Regions from separate parts of the Danio rerio genome. Here region 2 is linked to region 1. A link is a contact called in public HiCAR-type data. All regions are on one chromosome and are shown on one strand. The core of a region is the stretch at or near the end of the contact, and the rest is flanking DNA. Distances in the headings are between cores, read along the strand shown. Region 1 has its middle 20 kb from the start of brd3b. Region 2 has its middle 19 kb from the start of rxrab.

The links. HiCAR-type assays count read pairs that join an accessible place to other places.
Region 2: a contact with region 1 is called in a HiCAR-type map of caudal fin, with 4 times the contacts expected there. The contact joins two enhancer-like sites. A contact is called at or near these places in 1 of 18 Hi-C or Micro-C datasets (caudal fin) and 1 of 4 datasets of contacts at active chromatin or transcription factors (caudal fin).

The regions. Positions count from the first base shown.
Region 1 is chr5:70,399,959-70,404,192 of GRCz12tu, forward strand. It overlaps a transcript of rxrab not described here. Among named protein-coding and RNA genes, the nearest start is that of brd3b, 20 kb to the left of the region's middle. Within about 2 kb of position 1,798, at least 3 of the 62 cell types and tissues checked have an H3K27ac peak or open chromatin away from gene starts, as enhancers often do. A contact at or near this core is called in caudal fin, where this site is marked.
Region 2 is chr5:70,455,343-70,460,218 of GRCz12tu, forward strand. It overlaps a transcript of rxrab not described here. Among named protein-coding and RNA genes, the nearest start is that of rxrab, 19 kb to the left of the region's middle. Within about 2 kb of position 3,454, at least 2 of the 62 cell types and tissues checked have an H3K27ac peak or open chromatin away from gene starts, as enhancers often do. A contact at or near this core is called in caudal fin, where this site is marked.

The DNA of each region.
Region 1 (4,234 bases), core at 548-3,047:
ACTTCCGGTTTGGGGAACTTCCATTCAAAAAGAACTAAAGTCACTGTAAAGTCAGTGAGGCATACTGTGTATTTGGCTTTGTGCCATGATGGAGGATAATAAGGGTGTGCTTGCTTGTGTCAGTGTAACATATGTGTTTATTGTCATATACTGTAATTAATTTTACTTATTTTATATTGTAATATTGTCACAGGCATATTTATGTACACTCACCGGCCACTTTATTTGGTATACCCATTCAACTGTTTTTATTGCAAGTTTCTAATCAGCCAATCACATGGTAGCAGCTTTAGGCACGTAGACATTAGCTAGAGTTTAAACTGAGCATCAGAATGGGGAAGAAAGGGGATTTAGGTGAACGTTCACATCTTTGAACGAGTATTTCAGAAACTGCTGATCTACTTGGATTTCCATGCACAACCATCTCTACGGTTTACAGAGCATGGTCCAAAAGAGATGATATTATCCTGTGAGCTGATAGAAAGGCAACAACCGAGGTATGCAGAAGAGCATCTCTGAACGCACAACACGCCAACCTTGAGGCATATGGGCTACAGCAGCAGAAGACCGGGTGCCACTCCAGCCAGCTAAGAACAGGAAACCTATGGTACAATCCGCACAGGCTCACCAAAATTGAACAATAGAAGACTGGAGAAACTTGCCTGGTCTGATGAGTCTCGATTTCTGCTGCAACATTTGGATGGTAGGGTCAGAATTTGGCATCAACATCATGAAACCATTGATCCATCCTGCCTTGTATCAGCGGTTCAGGCGGGTGGTGGTGGTGTAATGGTGTGGGGGATATTTTCTTGGCACACTTTGGGCTCATTAGTACCATATGAGCATTGTGTCAACGCCACAGTCTACCTGAGTATTGCTGCTGACCATGTCCATTCCTTTATGAACACAGTGTACTCATCTTCTGATGGCTACTCCTAGCAGGATAACGCACCATGTCATAAAGCGAGAATCGTCTCAGACAGGTTTTTTGAACATGATAATGAGTTCACTGTATTAAAATGGCCTCCACAGTCACCAGATCTCAATCCAATAGAGCACCTTTGAGACGTGGTTGATTGAGAGATTCGCATCATGGATGTGCAGTGACAAATCTGTCAGACAAATCAGACCAACAACTGTATGATGCTATATAGCCTCTGAAAAATTAAAATCTCTGAGGAACATTTCCAGTACCTTGTTGAATCTGTAATGAAGGATTAAGGCAGTTTTGAAGGCAAAAGGGGGCCCAACTCGGTACTAGTAACGTGTACCTAATAAAGTGGCCGGTGGGTGTATAAGCTCATTTGAGATTCCTGTGTTGCTCCTCTGCTTTATTTTGTCTTTGTTTTCTCCATAGTACAGTAATATTTAACATATGTCTGTAAGATTGCTGCAGAAAGATTTGTTAAGAGTTTTGGAGGTTATTTATGCTCTGCAGAAAGTAATTTTTTAATTCTAAGAATTTTTATTTTTAATATTCATATATTTTCGGTTTTAATATACCTAATTTAATCCATTTTTAAATTTTCACCCAATGTTTATAATTTAATGGAAGTTACTCCCATAATTCACTCAAGCATCATGGGGTGCAGGAAAAAGGTGGATAATTATCAACATTTACAGTTTCTTCCTTATGACAGACAGACAACAGAACCAAAAAAAAAGAAAGAAAATGAGGGTTTTTGCATTTGTGTCAACCTGAGGCTTAGAAATGGATGTTTTGCAATGTGTACCAAGCATTTCATGAAAGCCCAACCTTAAACTGTAAGCTGTAATGTCGCAACTCTTCCAATAGGGGGCAGAAGTGGCACTTCCAAAATCCTGGCGATTCCCTGAGGCCAGACGATCATCTGGATTCCTTTAACTCCTTGCATATTTTCAAATCACAAACACCCTGCTTGCTGGGAATTATCAGATGACATATAAACATTATTGAAAATCTTTGGAAATGCTTAATACATGTTTACGCTGAATTATAGAGGCAAAACATCATGAAAAAGCGTCTTTTTTTCACACAAATCTAACAATGAATCTTTGTGTTTTTTCATCCAGCGTGAGTTCAGCCAGGAGTACACCTGCTTTTCATTCTTTTTAGACCACTGTGTTATTCATAGGCCGATATATCTTCCAAATAGAAAGGAACTTAAAGCCAAACTGTGTGTAGTTTCTTCCTCATGAAGATGGACTCTCTGCAACCCGGACGCCTGAAAGAAACAGTTTCTAAGTGCCTTGGGGAAAAGAAACGAATGTGACTGTGGTCCTGCTAACACGCGGTACGTTTACATGGACTACAGTGTTCTGAGATAAATATGATTAAGGCAATCCTCTGATTAAGGTTCTAACATGTAAACAGAAGGCATCCTAAAAGTAAACAAAAATTGAGTTAAGTATTTCTATTTTAGCTGCATTGTTTAAGTGCCGTAGAGACACATTAATCACCCTATTATTGTTGTGCAGGACTGTTCACTCCATTTTGCATAAGGATTCGCACTAAGGTGGCATGAGCAGTGCTAAATTTGAGCTGGGTCTTGCCGGATGCTGTTCTGGAAAATGTCAAAAATTAGTGTTCTGTGTTCCGGTATTTATTTTAATGGATCCAGAATTAACTCGTGCGTAGTAAATACCTACATGTTTGTGTGTGTGTGAGAAAGAGAGAGAATGTGAATGAACGCTAGCGAAGGCTGTGTGGATTGTGTGCGGACGACGGTAGTTATCAAGCGCAATATTTTCAGCCAATCAGCTTCCTTATGTTTAATCACGTGCGCAGTGAGCAGCGAAAATAAATAGTGGCCTACCTGAATAATATATATATATGTATGTGTGTGTGTGTGTGTGTGTGTGTGTGTGTGTGTGTATGTATATATATATATATATATATATATATATATATATATATATATATATATATATATATATATATATATATATATATATATATATATAAATATATATATATATTGACCTTATTCTAAAATGCGGAAGTGCGCCTGTTTTCGCGATTGTCTTAGAACTTCCGATTCAGTCGCCTATTGGAGAAATGACTAGGAATAATAAACGGCAGAAAATGGTCAAACTACTTGCTCCACAAACAAATGTTTGCATGACTACACAGACCAAGTAGAATAATATAAGAAGAAAATATCAAATTGCAACATCAAGCAGCGTAACGAGCAGTTTTTAACGTCAAAAAATGAATGGAAGTGAATGTGACCGGAAGTGGCGAGACAAAAAGATTCAAATGGCAGCGCCCGCTCGTCGGCGGAGAATATGGTGAACACTGTAACTCGGTATATATGTGAAGTGAATTTCATGTGCAAATGAAGTGAACTTGACACGCTAAATTTGGCAAGTAAACTTTAAATGTTCACGCGTGTAATTATTAGCGAATAACAAAATCGATTTTTAGGGCAAAGCAGTGGCGCAGTAGGTAGTGCTGTCACCTCACAGCAAGAAGGTCGCTGGGTTGCTGAATCGAGCCTCGGCTTAGTTGGCGTTTCTGTGTGGAGTTTGCATGTTCTCCCTGCGTTCGCGTGGGTTTCCTCTGGGTGCTCCGGTTTCCCTCTCAGTCCAAAGACATGCGGTACAGGTGAATTGGGTAGGCTAAACTGTCCGTAGTGTATGAGTGTGTGTGTGAATGTGTGTGTGGATGTTTCCCAGAGATGGGTTGTGGCTGGAAGGGCATTCTCTGCGTAAGAAATTAGCTGGATAAGTTGGCGGTTCATTCTACTGTGGCGACCCCGGATTAATAGAGACTAAGCCGACAAGAAAATGAATGAATGAATTCGAGGCGTAAAAACTTGCTGGATAAGTTGGCGGTTCATTCCGCTGTGGCGACCCCAGAATAATAAAGGGACTAAGCCGACAATAAAATGAACGAATGAAAATTGATTTGCGCAAATCGCATCTGGTGTGATGATGCACAAAATGAAAGCCTCACCCTCTATTTAATATTACATTTCAGTCGGAATTACATCAAGATGCTAAAGTCTCAGACTTCCAACTTTAAGTACAAACATCTTAAGTGGGACTTGAGCGTAGCATTAGTATTATAACATCTAAAGCAGGAACATGACAGGTATATTCTAAAATCAACTCAGGTAAACACCTCAATCATAATATTGCCTTATTCAGAAGAAGATAAATAATTGGATGACTCATGACCATGTAAACGTACCCACTGAAATCAACACAGTGGCGCGCTTTAAGGACAGCTGCATGTAGAAGTGCATCTGAG
Region 2 (4,876 bases), core at 2,204-4,703, 57 kb after region 1:
GTATTTGTAGTCCATGTGATGGCAGATTTGTCTGTAAATGATCTGCATGTTTACTAATGATCTGCAGCCACTAAATCCCTGGTGATCATAACACCCCTAATCAAACCCTCACAGAAAACAACCTACTTTTCTTTTTTTTTTACAAATTATTATAAATTTATGAGCCATTTTTCTTTTGGAGACCAAACGAAAAATGTCCAAACAAAGTCAAAACATACTGGATTTGCTCTACTTGAGTGGACATTTGGTATACAAGAAATACACACACACTCACGTCTGTATTTGTACGCTTGTGTTTGTGTTTCTTCCTCCACATATACAGTACTGTACAGTCAGTTGTTTTATTGACACTGTCAGCTCTGATAACACTTGTGGACTTGAGCCACAGCTTGCCTTCTCTTTACACAGAGAGTAAACACATGCTGAGAAAACACAGAGACCTTAATTACTCATCTCTGTTTTCCCCCAGAGCTACAAGGCCTTGACTGCAATCAAAACAATATCCATCTTTCCTATACATGCAGCAACACATCTCAGGAAAAAGGTCAATGTTCAAGTGTCACAGCAAATATTAAATTGAAACATCAGCGGTTTGTTTTCTCAAACCTTTCTATTGTGAAACGTTCTGAAGGCCATTAGTCACTCGGCGGGTTTCTCTGGAAATAGATCATTTGTATCAAGACTTTTATTTACGTCTAACGAGAAGCAAGAACACATGTCATGTTATTAGTTTAAAACTGACTCGTTTCTTTTAAATCACATGTTCAAACAAGTCTAGAGAAGTAGCAAACAAAAAATGTCACTGCTGATCAGGATACAGTGTTTAATGGTTGCGGTTTTGGAGCCAATATAACTTTTCACTACAGTTAAAGCCAAAAAAAGTTTTCAGCCCTCCTGCAGTGTTTGGACCAGGGTCGGCCATGTACATTTGGGGACCCTAAGGAGAATAATTTTGGGGCCCTACCTTGCTCTAAAATAGTGGAGTATTGCCATTGTAAACTGGCCCACAACGATTATATTGCTTAATAAACATTCATTCATTGAATCTTTCTTGTCAGCTTAGTCTCTTTATTAATCTGGGGTTGCCACAGCGGAATGAACTACCAACTTATCCAGCAAGTTTTTACTCAGCGGATGCCCTTCCAGCCGCAACCCATCTCAGGGAAATGCTTAATGAACGCAATCAATAAAACAGAAAAGAAAAGTATGATTTCTTCTACTAAATAACTCACAGAATGATTTGGATACTTTAAAACAGCACTGTTTTTGTCAATCAGCAGCTTTAAAAATGAAGAATTAAACTTTACTTACATGCTTTTATTTACCATTAATTCCTGCTTTGCATCCTTCTGGTGTGTTTAAAACATATGCTATTAATTTAATAAACAGATTGAAGATTCTATAGCAAAAAGTGGAGTTTTTTTTTATAAATTCCAAAATCAAAAACCCAATGAAACGACATTGAACATCCATAAATCATAAAATCAATAAGCAAATACTATAAAGTAAATATGAAAAAAATTATATAAATAACATATAAGAAAAAAGAAAGTAACAAATACTGGGTTAATGTTAAAACCCAAACACAATATTATTCCCTTCAGTCACCTTCCCTGTTCCTTACATTTAGGATGCAGGGCCCAGAGCTTACATTATTATGATTAATTAAATTAAGACATAACTTTTATAAACATGTCTCAGGAAAAGTATTACCGGTGTGCAAAATATATCAGTGAAAGACACTTCAGTACTATTGCATTTCAGTAAAATGCCTTTAAAAAATAAAAAAATAAATAAATAAACGTCTGTAAAAGCAGGAAAAAACTAAATATTTTATATAAGTGGACTATGTTTATTAATCTGTAATTGCCTACTTTTGATAAATGTGCTATTAAATTATGATTTCATTGTATCATAAGGATTTATGATATCCTTTTCCCCTCAGTTTTTCTATGCCTGAAGAATAACGTTAGTTTCATTTCATATTCGCGGTCCAATTTACAAAATAAATCAGGTATATAACGGGGCAGGCAATGGAGCAAATGCCATAGCTGTGTCTGTGCACGGATTTGGGTTCTTATGTGTTCCATAAAAATGCACATTGTCATCAAAATGTTTGCCGTTGTATTTATATCACAAAAACAAAATGTTCAAAAATCTTACTTTTACATAATAGTAATGCACATAATATACAGTTGCAATCACAATTATTTGCAACCTGAATTATTAGCCCCCCTATTTATTTTTTTCTCCCAATTTTAGTTTAACGGAGGGAAGAACTTTTCAACACATTTCTAAACATAATAGTTTTAATAACTCATTTCTAATAACTGATTTATTTTATCTTTGCCATGATGACTGTAAATAATATTTGACGATATTTTTCAAGACACTTCTATACAGCTTAAAGTGACATTTAAAGACCTAAACAGGTTAATTAGGTTAAGGGCAGGTTAGGGTAATAAGGCAAGTTATTCTATAGCGATGGTTTGTTCTGTAGACTATCGAAAAAAATATATAGCTTAAAGGGGCCAATAATTTTGACCTTAAAATGGCTTTTAAAAAATTAAAAACAGCTTTAATTCTAGCCAAAATAAAACAAAAAATACTTTCTGCAGAAGAAAAAATATTAGCAGACATACTGTAACAATTCCCTTGCTCTGTTAAACATATTTTGGGAAATATTTAAAAAAGAAAAAAGAAATTCAATGGGGGGCTAATAATTCTTATGTCTACTGTCAGACCTTTGCGATAATATAAGATCAATTAATGAAGTATATGCATAAATCTAACCGTAAGCCTAAACTTAACACAAACGGTAAACGTATCCCTTAGATCTGATTGGCTGTTTGGACTGTTGTTCCAGGATCAACATAGATGTTACTCCAGGAACAAGTCCTACTTGGTGAAATCATCGAAAAGCCATCGAAAATTATGTGAAACCCAAAAAAAAAAAAAAACACTAAAACATTTCTCAAAATATCTCAATGTCTTAAAGACAAAAGTCAAGCAAATTATCCCAATCATTTCACTGTGCATTTCAATGTGAATCCAAAACACTGAAGGATCTGAAAAACTGCAGCAAGTTGAAGATTTGAGTTGGATTTACGCCATGATTCTTTTGGCCAAACCACAACCAGCCCTGCAGACTGTCACCAACATTTCTCACTGTGAAGACTAAAATTGCTGAATGAACAGCGAACAAAAAAAAAACACACACATCTTAACCAAGCGGAAAGCTCATGTTTTCTCTCACAGATCTGGATGAAAGACCTGGCTGGACTGCAGAAATGAGTTTTGATCTGGTTTCTCACCTTATCTACATGACAAAGTATGAGTCTGTTACAAATGACGACCAGTGAAATATGCTTCTGAAGACACACACACACACACACCTGCTGTTCTGCCAAGATTTAACAGCCCAAAGCATTACACAACCCGTGGGCACAAGTACAGACATATACTGTACATTCACACACACACACTTACACTATAAACATCAACACACACCTATCCACATATTCCCAGAGCACATTTCAGATCATAAACAAGGTGTGTAGGAAGATCATCATGCGGCCCTAAGTGTCAATTTCCACCTCTTTTCTCTTTCCCACATAGACGCAGAAACACAAACACACAGAATCAAAAAGTTATTTTTGCAACTACTTATATAAAATGAGTTTTTTTGGGGGACGACTTAATCATTTTAAGTTCAATCTACCTAAATTTGAAAAAATCCACTTAAATTTGTGACAACATGAAGGAATTGCGCCCTGTATTTTTTTCACTACATTTATGCATTTATATATTTAAACATATTTGATATTTCTACATTTTCATTGTATTTAAGCACATTCATTCTCAACAAAACTAACAGTGAATGAGAATCTGCGCAATTCTGAGGAAGAGAAAGTTGAGGTTTTCTCTCTAAGATGACCACACGCTGACAGCAAGATTTGCAGCTCCAATCCTTCCCCTGAAAACAGCAGCGTAAGTATAATTATAAAACTGGACTACACTAAGAAAACGGTCTAGGATTCATTTAGAAACAGTTTTCACTGTCAAATTGCACCAAAAAAATAAAAATAAAAAATGCGGCACATTAAATAAAACGTGGCATATTTGAACCAGAACGACTGAAACAGCATTATATTGTGATCTTTATTTCATCAGATCCATATTTCAATAATTTTATTTATATTTGTTTTCATAAATCCGTGCTGGTGGTCAATCTCGAAAAAGTTGTAAAATTTAGGGGGGCTAATAATTTTGACTTTAAGTGTATATCAAACATAATGGCTGATTGATGTTTAAAGGAGCCTGTTAAATTTGAAGTACTAAGCCAGTAAAGAAGTTAAAAAGCTGTCTGATGTGCTACATGCACAGGCCCTATTGAGTTAATCTAAATAACAGTTAACTAGATTGTTGCTCCATCTCGATTGACTTTTTTTTAAAAGTATTAAAATGATTATATGAGCTACATACTGTAGTTTAATTGAGTTTTTGAAGTGTGCTTTGCTTTTGTTTCCCTGATTTAAATTTTTTGTTAAAAATTTTTCCAGTCCAACTTCCAAAATAAATCAGGTATATAACGGGGCAGGCAATGAAGCAAAGGCCATAGCTGTGTCTGTACACGGATTTGTGTTCTTGTGTGTTCCATAAAAATGCACATTGTCATTAAAATGTTTGCCGTTGTATTTAACAAAAAACAAAATGTTTAAAAATCTTACTTTTACATAATAGAAATGTACATAATATACAGTTGAGATCACAATTATTAGCCCCCCTGAAATATTAGCCCCCTATTTATTTAAAATAGTCTTAAAATAAATACTTTTTAAATTTTATTTTAGAGTAAACAGTTGGGTTTTACCAC